4 separate regions of the Mus musculus genome follow, and all the other regions are linked to region 2. Evidence: chromatin contacts called from public Hi-C and promoter capture Hi-C data. All regions are on one chromosome and are shown on one strand. The core of a region is the stretch at or near the end of the contact, and the rest is flanking DNA. Distances in the headings are between cores, read along the strand shown. Region 1 holds the start of Spata17 (spermatogenesis associated 17). Region 2 holds the start of Kctd3 (potassium channel tetramerisation domain containing 3). Region 3 has its middle 70 kb from the start of Gm37896. Region 4 holds the start of Prox1os (prospero homeobox 1, opposite strand).

The links. Promoter capture Hi-C pulls out the DNA fragments that hold promoters and counts their contacts. A called contact is a pair of places that touch in the nucleus more often than the background predicts.
Region 1: a contact with region 2 is called in a promoter capture Hi-C map of pre-B cells. The contact joins the promoter of Spata17 here to the promoter of Kctd3 in region 2. A contact is called at or near these places in 11 of 39 promoter capture datasets (the 3T3-L1 cell line, the C10 cell line, the HPC-7 cell line and 6 more), 2 of 484 Hi-C or Micro-C datasets (B cells and CD8 T cells), 3 of 115 datasets of contacts at active chromatin or transcription factors (astrocytes, extraembryonic endoderm stem cells and thymic regulatory T cells) and 2 of 9 other capture datasets (adipose tissue and pancreatic islet).
Region 3: a Hi-C map of B cells shows a contact between it and region 2, with 6 read pairs. The contact joins the enhancer-like site here to the promoter of Kctd3 in region 2. A contact is called at or near these places in 2 of 39 promoter capture datasets (the 3T3-L1 cell line and pre-B cells), 1 of 484 Hi-C or Micro-C datasets (B cells) and 2 of 115 datasets of contacts at active chromatin or transcription factors (embryonic stem cells and large pre-B cells).
Region 4: a contact with region 2 is called in a promoter capture Hi-C map of hippocampal neurons, with 4 times the contacts expected there. The contact joins the promoter of Prox1os here to the promoter of Kctd3 in region 2. A contact is called at or near these places in 2 of 39 promoter capture datasets (hippocampal neurons and liver), 1 of 115 datasets of contacts at active chromatin or transcription factors (extraembryonic endoderm stem cells) and 1 of 9 other capture datasets (pancreatic islet).

What each region holds. Positions count from the first base shown.
Region 1 is chr1:187,214,055-187,216,754 of GRCm38.p6, forward strand. It overlaps Spata17 (spermatogenesis associated 17), which reads right to left and starts at 1,392. Exons shown (of 10, transcript NM_028848.3): 1 at 1,116-1,392. The coding sequence starts at 1,231. It overlaps Gpatch2 (G patch domain containing 2), which reads left to right and starts at 1,457. Exons shown (of 10, transcript NM_026367.4): 1 at 1,457-1,622. The coding sequence starts at 1,570.
Region 2 is chr1:189,006,564-189,009,263 of GRCm38.p6, forward strand. Kctd3 (potassium channel tetramerisation domain containing 3) reads right to left here and starts at 1,277. Exons shown (of 18, transcript NM_172650.2): 1 at 967-1,277. The coding sequence starts at 1,049.
Region 3 is chr1:187,376,970-187,379,669 of GRCm38.p6, forward strand. No RefSeq gene overlaps it. Among named protein-coding and RNA genes, the nearest start is that of Gm37896, 70 kb to the right of the region's middle. Within about 2 kb of position 1,317, at least 60 of the 459 cell types and tissues checked have an H3K27ac peak or open chromatin away from gene starts, as enhancers often do. A contact at or near this core is called in B cells and pre-B cells, where this site is marked.
Region 4 is chr1:190,168,858-190,171,557 of GRCm38.p6, forward strand. It overlaps Prox1os (prospero homeobox 1, opposite strand), which reads left to right and starts at 1,439. Exons shown (of 2, transcript NR_151620.1): 1 at 1,439-1,571. Prox1 (prospero homeobox 1) reads right to left here and starts at 1,970. Exons shown (of 5, transcript NM_008937.3): 1 at 1,411-1,970.

The DNA.
Region 1 (2,700 bases), core at 142-2,641, 1.8 Mb before region 2:
TCCATTGCGCAATGGCTATGCTTATTTAAAGATGATTAATTGGAAGCTTCGGTAATGTGATTATTCACTAAATAACTGTTGTAGCTATTCCATTTCAGGAAGCAAGACAGTACAGGCTGAAATAATGGTTAAACTAAGAGGCAAGAAAAAAAGCAACATTGGCCTACTTCTAGCAAGAAAATCCATAGTTTCTCACAAAAGTTACAAGATTGAATTATCACTGTAGTTGCTAGAGGTTCACGATGAAATAGCAAAACTATAGTTGAGATGTATGTTAGGATAAGAATAGCTTATCAGGACTTTCTCACACTGACTTGGTCACTGCTGGTCTGCTATAATTTATCACACTTTTTGTAATGTACTTTTTGTGATTCCTTCTAAGTTTTGAAAACCACTGGGCCATTGCTTCTAGTTTCAATGTCCCCTTTTCATGGAGAGGAAGTTTAGGTGTGGGGGGTGAGAATGCTGCCTTAGCTCTTGCCCATTTACTGTACCAATTATCTTGTCACAATGGTATAGAAACTTCACTTGGACAAATGAATCACAGATGAATTGAATTCTGTGATGTTTGTGAGATTAAGTGAAGCTCAAATTCCCATTTGGACATTGATATTCTGAATTCATGGAACTACCTGGGTAAGCCTGGTTAACGTTAATTAGGCCACTAGACCTACATTGTATAAAATAGGTTTCACCAAACCAAATTTCTCAGTGATTATTTTAAAATGTCGAAAAAAAAAAAGCCCCACAAAACAAAACAGTATTTTGAGGAAGACTCCCAAATGTTGCCCAGGGCAGCCTTGAATTTTCTGTGTTGCCCAGGCTGGACTGGACTCACAGTCATCCTCCTGCCTGTTTCCCCAGTCGGGGTTTACTTCATTTAGGGCGGCCCTTAATAATTCTCTATTCTGGGATCTTCCTTAGAGAATATTAACTTATTAATGACTTGTCAATGTATATATAATCCACTTGTGATTGATTATATATATATATATATATAAACTTCTGATCATGTTTGAATCCCCATGGGGAGAAGAAGAATTTAGAATTATTTCCTGAATTAAGTAATTTGTTAACAGTAAACATCTTCTGAGACCCCTCTCTTCACTACTCACCGGTTCCTAAAGTAGTACTGACTTTCTAGAAAGGGTGCCCGCGCCAGCAGCTTGGCTAAAGTAGCCATGTCCTTCAACTCCTGGAGTTCACCAAAATTGTTACTATTAGTCTCCATGGCAACTGGGCTGAACCAAGGTCACTTCCGACTTATCGGCCTTTCCTTTCACTCTGTTTCAGTTTCAAGCAACTGGACAGAGAAATCGGATTTGTACACGTGAGACCAGACTTGAGTCGACTCGCCCCTTTCTCCTGGAATTTCGAGCTGCTGATGGGAAGGGTCAGGGTAGGCTAAGGTGAGCGAATGGTCGCTTCCGGTTTCCGGTTTCCGCCTCCAGCCGGCTTCCGGAAGTTGCTCTCAAAATGCTGAAGTCCTGTGTGGAATTGGCCGGGGCTGCGGGAGTTGGAGTCGGTCCTCGGGCCTGAGCCTCGAGGCCGCGCTCCCGGGTGTCGTTGATGTTTGGGGCCGACGGGCGCCCAGCGATCGGAACCGCCGCCGGGAAGAGCTGGTGAGCCCGGCGGGCGGTTGGGAACGGGGCGAGCGAGCCGGCGAGCAGCTCGCGGGGCTCCGGGTCAGAGACGGCCGTGCACCAAGTTTCTTCAGGCCGCGTTCCCGTTGTCCCTGCCAAACCGGCCACATTGTACTAGATTCCGTGGTTGACAAGATCACAGAAATTCCCAGTCCCAGAAGTTTCTTAGTAGCAGAGACACCAGGCTCTTGTACTCCCTGCGCAGCTCGGTTCGTGTAAAGCCTAGAAGTTTTCCACCGCCCTGGAGGCTCTGTCCTAGTTTATGGGAAAGGGGCGTTTTCCAGTAGCCCCAGGTTGGAATTTGTCTTTAGGGTACCCTGGTCCACTGCTGTAAGTTTCCAAACTGCTTTCGCAAATCACACTTGATCTTTAATGACATCCCTGCTGTAGGAGACTCGCAGGTACAGAAAATTTAAGAGGCAAAGTTGTCCTGTGCCCCTGAGTACCAGAGATGATAGCTCAGTTTTGGATTTTCTAGTTGAAAACCCTGGTCGCCCAACCTCCACCCCCACCCCCACCCCCCGTTTGTTCCAACGCTTTTCAGAGAAACGTTAGTGTAACAAGAAAGTAGATGTCTTGCGGTCCATCTTGAAACATAAAAATCTGACCAGTAAGTCAAGAACTGTGATTTTTAAAGTTCCTGCCAGTGGGCTGTGATGTCTGATTGTTTAGCATCACCGATAACTGAAAAGTTAAAAGAATATCTTAGGTCAGATGGCTTATTTGGTTCCTCTCTAGAGACCATTTCTAACCAGTGTTGTTTTTCTTGTAGCTTTTAAGTTCTCACGATTTTCAGTTAGAATACTAGGAGAAGCTTTTTATTTTTTTTTTTTATTTTTATTTTTATTTTTTTAAAGATTTATTTATTTATTATATGTAAGTACATTGTAGCTGTCTTCAGGGATACCAGAAGAGGGAGTCAGATCTTGTTACGGATGGTTGTGAGCCACCATGTGGTTGCTGGGATTTGAACTCTGGACCTTCGGAAGAGCAGTCGGGTGCTCTAACCCACTGAGCCATCTCACCAGCCCAGGAGAAGCTTTTTAAATGAGCAATT
Region 2 (2,700 bases), core at 27-2,526:
GTGACAAAGCAGGAAGACCACCCCAAGTTCTCCAGCACTCAGAGAGCCCATTGTTTCACAACTGTTAATTTGTATTTTTAAATAACAAAAGTGTTACACGTTTAAAATCTTAAGACATTGAAAACTAGCCTTCCCAGGACAACAGAATAGCCTGCGCATTAGAACCCCCCTCTCCCTCTATTCTTACTATGCCTTAAACCCAAGCTTCCCTCAACTAGTAGGGGCAATATCCTTTTCTGAGAAGAGTCATGTGTAAGTCACGGCAAATACAAAAATGGGTTTTTGGTTTTGTTGCTTGTTTGGTTTGTTTGTTTGTTTTGCCAACAAACTTCCACTCCAACAAAATGGGAGTGGAAGGTCTAATAGAGACTAAAGACTCAACAGTCCAACCGGTTGCTCCTATGCAACAACTCAAGCCCTAGCACGGGAGACGACAACCAGCTGCAACGCTGACAGCTCGGTGTCAGCATGCCTCAACCCTCCAGAGGCCCCAAGTCACTTGGTCAGGCAGGCCCACCATGCCAACTGTGTTCCTGTGGCCTTACTTACACCATAGGAACCCGGGGGAATAAAGACTGAGTTTTAACAGTCTATACACTCGACCTGGAACCAGACTCTGAAGAGTGCATAGGGCTGCTTGGATCATGCAAAATTGTACCTACCTGTCTCCGGGTCCCCCACCTGGCCGTGCAGACGCCGCCCTACCCTGCAGTGGGTACCCGACCTGACCAGGTAGATGCCACCCTGCCCTGCGGAGGGTACCCGACCTGACCAGGTAGACGCCGCCCTGCCCTGCAGTGGGTACCCGACCTGACCAGGTAGATGCCACCCTGCCCTGCCGAGGGTACCCCACCTGGCCGTGCAGACGCCGCCCCGGCTGTAACACCTATCCCACCTAGGCTGGCACATGCCACTCCTACAGCAGCGGGCGTCCCACCCACTGTTCCCGCGCGGTCGCGGGCTCACCTGGTCCCCCCCACATTCAGCTGCACGATCTCCCCGCTGCTGGCCGCCGACGCGGCGAAGCTGCCGCAATGCCCGCCCGCCATGTCTGCGGCGGGAGCCGGAGCCAGGGCCGGAGCCGGAGCCGGAGCCAGGAGCGGCGGCTCGGCGGCCGGAGCACACTCGGAACGCCGAGCCTCCCGCAGCGGCCCGGCTCGCTCCAGCCTCCCCCACTACGTGTTCGTGGCCTCCGCCGCTCGTGGCTGGAGGCCGCCGGCCCAGCCCGGCCTCTCCTCAGAGCCCACTCGCCTCCATGGCGGCCGCCACAACCATCTGGAGGACGGGTCGCCGCGAGGGACAAAAAGCTGTAGCGCCGGCGCTTCACGCTTACGAAGAAGGAGTGGGCGGGGCTGGTGAGAGGGAGGAGCTCCTGGCGATGGGCGGGGCTGGACGAAGGGTCTTCTGCCACCGATGGCCTAGGAAAGATTTGCCCCTTGCCTCTTCACCAGCACAAGATTTAGGTAAAAAAGAAACTTTCGCAGTTATTCAGACTGATCTAAGTACACTCGATGAAAAGATATTGAACACCATACAGCGCATTACCTGCAAACTGCATAGTTTCCATGCCACCACTCCTCAGGGCAGGAGAAAGCAAAAACCCTGCTGGAGTGAGCGGTATCCAGCAACATGTTTCTAGATTGTACATACACGCACTTTTATTTTCTTTACTGATTGATTTTTGTTTCTCTCTCTCTCAGCATTATGCATTGGAGCACCAAACCTTAGCGATTTCGTGTGTGTGTGTGTGTGTGTGTGTGTGTGTGTGTGTGTGTGTGTGAGTGTGTCCTCCTGGGGATGGAATATGATGAGGCCTTGTGCTTGCTAGGCATCACTGACCTAAATGTCCAACCTCTAAATCATACTTTTAAAGAGTACTATGGCAATGGGATGTAGGTCAGCTAATGGAGACAGCACACTATATTTCAAAGATATCTAATTCAACAAGCTAAACTGTAAGCATTAAATGTCTAATAGTTTTCTCATAAAATTTAAAACTGATGAACTATAAGAGGATAGAAAACATCTTATCCTCATTAAACATTGCTTAATTTTGCTGCCAAATATGCCACTGAGATGATACACTTTCTCCAGAATTGATGATTTTTTTTTTTTTTTTTTTTTTTGAGACAGGGTTTCTCTGTATAGCCCTGGCTGTCCTGGAACTCACTTTGTAGACCAGGCTGGCCTCGAACTCAGAAATCTGCCTACCTCTGCCTCCGCCTGGCTCCAGAATTGATTTTTATAAAGGACAGCCACACCAGATGTGCTATCCTGTAACCTCAGCACTGTGGGGGTAGGGGGAACCAAGGAAAAAGAATAAGGAAGGGACTAGAGGCCTCCTCAACTACATAGAATTTGAGGTCAGCCTGAGATACAGAGACCCTGTCTCAAAAAGAGAAAGGGGAGGAAAAGAAGGTGGGAGGGAGGGAGGGAGGGAGAGAGGGAGAGTGTGAGGGTAAGAGAGGGAAGGAGGGGAGAGAGAGACAGAGACAGACAGAGAGATTATTTCTGGGGCTGGTGAGATGGCTCAGTGGGTAAGAGCACTGACTACTCTTACGAAGGTCCTGAGTTCAAATCCCAGTAATCACATGGTGGCTCACAACCACCCATAATGAGATCTGACACCCTCTTCTGGCAGGTCTGAAGACTGCAGCAGTGTACTTAGGTATAATAATAAATAAATCTTTAGGCTGACAG
Region 3 (2,700 bases), core at 67-2,566, 1.6 Mb before region 2:
CCACTACAGGAGTTACCTTTTCCACTGCTGTCCCCAAATATCTGACAAAACACTCTAAAGAAGGAAGGGATTATCTGACTAGTGGTGTGAGGCTAGAGTCCAATAAAGCCAGTGGGTGGAGCATGAGCTAGGTGGCTGTCATCATGGGCCCGCAGACAGGAAGCACAGACAAGTGCTGGTCCTCAGCTTGTTTTCTGCTTTCGGTGTAGTCTAGGATCCCAGCCCACGAAACCGTGTCACCTACTGTTAGACTGGATATTCCCCTGTCAGCTCAACCTCACTCATAACACCCTCACAGACATTCCCAGAGGCCAGTTTACACACTGACCGAAACCGAATCCACTTCAGCCTGAAGATTAGCTACACCTAGAAAGCCAGAGATCTTAACAGCTAACGTGCTTTCTGCTCATTGCTCTAAAAAGAAAGAGAGTGTTTGTCATCAGGTTTGATCATGCACAAAGTGAAAACTACCCACCCTCTTTCCTACCACCTCCTCCGGGCTCACACCAGCTGCTGTGCTCTGTGGGTCACGTGATCAAAGGGCCTTGGGGGGAGATGCATGGCCCTGCAAGAATAGAAGCACATTTCATAGCTTCCTTATGTTCTTCCTGCGGCAAATAACAACTCAAGGGCTACCTGCTATGCATCTCAAACTATAGAAATGATCACTAAACGTCTAGGCTATGAATATTCAACCTAAAAGAAAGAAAGAAACAGAGAGACAGACAGACAGGTAAATTTAAACACGGGGCAGTCCTAAGAACCATGTAGTAATGTATTGGGCTTCCTACGCCCCACCCTATCTTGAGACCACCCCAATCTACTTCCAAATGTTGGCATGTTGCTCATGGTGGGTTTTCTCTGCTGACCACCTTCACTCATGACTGGTTACAGGCTGTGTGTCCAGTCATGGGATCTCCAAATCTCCATTGATTTCCAAATGCACACATGCCTCCTACCAGGAAAGAGGCGCATCGAAGAGGTATTCAGGAGCCCCCGTGATTATTGGATCTCCCTTCTCTGCCAGACTGTCTTCTTCCAAGCCACTCCCTGCCCAGCCTCGCTCCTTCAGCGCCCTCTTTCCTGTTCCTAGCTGCTCAGAGACAGAAAGGGAGAGCGGAATTATTTATTGTGCGTCTGTTTGAAGTGAAAGGCTTTTACATTTTAATGAGCACTAAATAGGTGCGAGGAAATATTGTTCATTAGCTGTAATCTGCGGAATTGCTTGAGTGAACTTCCTTTGGAGGCTGCTTTAAGCGGCTCACTCAAGTAGAGCAGTTTGTATGGTAATTAAGGGAGCATTTTTCTGTCAACATCTGTGCTGCTATTTATAACAGGGGAGGTGGCTTGCGGCTCCACTGGAGGGCTGGAGGGTGTGGGTGCTGAGAGATGCAGGTGGGATGGGGTGGCAGTCAATGGCTGCACAGCCAAGGCTCGCAGCCATGACAGGCTGGCAGCCATGACAGGCTCGCAGCCATGACAGGCTCCTTTCTCTGCCTTTCCTCCCATTCAGCCCCAACTAATTCTCAAAGAAATCCATCCACATTCATCGTAGCTACAAGAATTCTTGCTCTGACATCTCTTCATTAATCACAACCCCCACCTGGCAGCCCAGGCAGGGAGATTCAAGAGGCTGTGGAGAAGCAAGCGCTCTTCAGCTTTGTCAGGTTTTTTTTTTTTTTTCCTGTCTCTTGTGAATTTTTCCTCTATGTCACCCTGATGGGACAGCAAGATACCAGAATTTGAGCAGTGGCACTTGGGGGCAGCCAGAGATGACCAGGAAAGAAACACTGAACTGGGCACCTCCCATCCCTGCTCAGGCTAGGGAATAGACATCTTTTCTTATCACAATTTGAGAGTCCTAGCATGGCCTACAACAAGCATGACTCCATGACCTTCTGAGGTGGCCTGAAGGAGTCTTTATATAGTCTTTGCAATACCAGAATGACACGGCCTGCATACCCTCCAACTAGAGCTGAAGAGCTTACCTGGATAGACCCAGAAGACAGACTTGTGAGGGCAGAGACCAGTCAGCAGGAGGGTGGCCTGGCAATGCTGACGCTCGGAGCAGGATAATACAGGCAGGCACTGAATGAGCAGAGGCCAGGAGCCTGCAAAGGAAGCTGATGACAAGACTGTTGGGCCCCATCTTCCAGAGGCAAGGAGTTCGAAATGCAGTGGCTAAGTGCTGCCTCTACTCCTCTGGAAAAACAAAAGCAAACAAAAAACAAAACAACTGGACCTATCTTTTTAAATGTTCTCCAGCTTATGATAGAGTCAGGCAGGATTTTTGAGGAGAGCATCCACTTTGCCTGGCTGTGAAAGTGCAGCCGTGGAGGGACAGGAGCCAAGCGTATCTGGCCCCTGGAAGACACTGAAGGCCTGATCGCCAGGCTGGGGATCTCCCTCTGGAGGAGCCTCTCTGTGTGGGCTCCATGCCCTCTTCTCTCTTCTTCCCTTTCCTCAGTCATCCTTCTCTTCTGTCTTTTGAGACAGGGTCCTCTGTAGTCCAGGCTGGCCTTGAACTCTCTATGTTACAGAGGGTGACTCTCCCCCTGTGGGTAGGCTTCCTCTGCCCCTCCCTGCTGTATTCATAGCTGCATACCACCACACCTGTTTGATGCCATGCTGGGGATCAAGCCCTGGGCTCCATGCGTCTAAGAGAAGCACACTAGACCCTGAGCTACACCCCCAGTCCCC
Region 4 (2,700 bases), core at 189-2,688, 1.2 Mb after region 2:
CTCCTTCGGCTTCTGCTCTGAGCCGCCAGGAAGACTCAACTTCCCAAGAAGCTAGGCAGGGGTGGGAGAGTCTGAGTGTGGCTCGCTGCTCTCCCCCGGCCCCCATCGCTCTCTGCATAGGCGCTCAGTTTAGCAGGACTAACCGGCTGGCGCAGCAAAGGCAACGACAACTTGCTCAGCTGGACTTTGGGTGAGGTCTACCGCCCCCCTCCCCGTCTCTTCCCCTTGTCTGTTCAGGCAAGATAGCAGCTCTCCCCCTTCCTCCCGCCCTCCTCGTCCTTCTTCTCAGCAACAATCACTCTCACCTCTCCACTCTGCTGGGCTCTTCTCCTCCCTCCCCAGTCCTAGGAACTGGGGCAGCAGAGTAGCGGCACTCAGCGAGGCCAGGGCGCAGCTGCCCACCACCCAAGCGTGCCAGTAATGGCTGGGAGCTTCTTCTCGTCTATGGGCGGCCCAAGCACAACCCGACCCCGGGCCGGCCCTCTTCGGTGCGGCGTCCAGGTCGCCCCACTAGCGACCCCTGAGGCTCTCGGGCAAACTCCCCCTACTCAGTGCTTCCCAGCGCGGCGCAAGCAGACTGGGTGGACTGGCACCGCGCTCGCTCCTCCGTACCGGACCGTCCCCCAACTCGTCTCTCCTCTGTTGCAGAGCTGGGTGCAAGCTCCCGGCGCTGAGCACACAGAGGAAAGTCACCGGGCGCCCCCTCCTCCCCGCCCTCTTCCCCACGGCCGGCCCTCTGCCCCGGGTTAAAAAAGGAGAAGTGAAAGGTATGCAAACAGCAAGCAAATAGGGAAAGCCGGGAAGAAAGGCAGCTAGAATAAACAAGACAAAGGGAGAAGGACTCGGGGACAGGCCCTGGAGTTTCAACTCCCGGAGAAGAAAAAGAAGAAGCTGGGAAGATTGCAAGAAAAAAAAAATCTAGAAGAACAACAACCAAAAGGGACTCATCCCCCTCGCGGCCCCCTCCCCTGAAAAGAGTGCAAGAAAAATAAAGAAATAAAAATAATACAAAATAAAAGAAAGCCAGAGCCTCAGCGCATCCCAGACACAGTACACAAAAGGTGACAAGATCAGCGACAAGTCCAGCAACACCAGCCTCCCCCCATCGCCACCATCATCCCAGTCACCGGCAGGCGCGAGAAAGAAATAAAAGCCAAGCAGGTCACTTACTCTTCGTTTACTGGGAGGAGCGGAGCTCGGAGTTCCACTGAGCCTCCTGCTTAGAAAACTGTTTTTAGAGGCTATTTGATCACGATTCATGTAAATAACACCATTTTCCCCCTTGGAAAAAGAATGTTTACACGGGTGTGAGTAACGGGAGGCTCTTCTCTCTCTTTCCCATTCAAGAACGAGCCAGTGCGAGCGATTCTGGAAAAGGGGAGGGGACAGCAACCGGGTGAAGATACTTACGCGGTGCGGGCAGCAGCGGGGCGCAGCCACTCTCTCTCTTTCTCTCTCTCTTTCTTTTCACTCTCTCTCTCTCTCCCCCTCTCTTCTTCTCTTGCGGGCAGAGAAGAAACCCACGCGCGCACGCGGTGATGTCTTACTGGTGATAATTGGCCCAGGGGTCGGTGAGTCTGTGCGGGAGCGAGTGATCTGGGCGAGTGCTGAGAGGCGAGGGGAGAAAGGAGGGAGGGGAGGGGAGAGGCGCGCAGGGCAGAGCCGGGAGCCCGGGGAAAGAAGGGGAGAGAGAGCGGAGAAGGCGGCGAGGGCTGGAGCGCGGAGCGGTGGCCCGAGGAGCAGCGGGCACGGCGGAGAGGCTTGTGTGCGCCGCGCGGCTTCCCCGGCTGCAGTGGCCGTCGCTTTCCCAGCGCTCTCTCAGCTGAGGGCTCCGCTCCACAACAAGATTTACTTTAAGACACAGCTGAAGGAAACAGGAAGACTGCACGTCACAGTCCCACTGACGTACCCGGTCCCAGCACCCAATCGCGAGGCGCCTTCGGATTCAAGGGGGGATAGCGAGGCAAGAGAACTTGTGAGGAAAAAAATATACATATATATAAAAGGGGTGGGGGTGAGGGGCTGGGGAGAGAGGAGGAGAGGGGGGCCCAGCGCTCCCCCGCCCGGGCCACCAGCCCCGGCCCCCACCCCGCCCTGCCACTGCTTGGGGCGCCTGGATCGCCGCGCCCCGGCCGCCGCGAGCCATCTGCGGGCGTTGTGCACCGCGGCGCCCGGCTCACACTTGCTCTTCCAGGACGCAGGTCTTTTTTTTTTTTTTTTTTTTTTTTCCATTTCACTGACACAGATGATGGAGTTCTCCCAGCGGCCGGGAGCACTCCCCAGACTGGGATGGAGGAAGGCTCGGAAAAGTATACAGGATAAAAAAAAGTGGATATTTTAAGGGTCGGGGTGGCATAAAGGGCGGAATGTTGTGGGGGGGGGGCACAACTCGTTCTGCTTTGGAAATGATCATAGATAGTATCAATAGGACCAGTCACCCTAGTTTCCTTTTAAAGAGGATGAGCAAACACAGGTAGGCTTAGGTTTTAAAAAATAAATAAGTGCCAGAGATTTCACACTGGGGCCGCTAAGTCTGATATTAAAAACCTCTACCCGCACTGGCTGAGTCCCAGTCAATCAGACCTCAGAATTTATAGGAATTCGCCCCCGATTACCTTTAAAAGTATTATTTCAATTGTAGGCATAGTGACCACATATGCTATAAACATCGTTTCTGGCCACCCTTCTCCAGTTCGCACA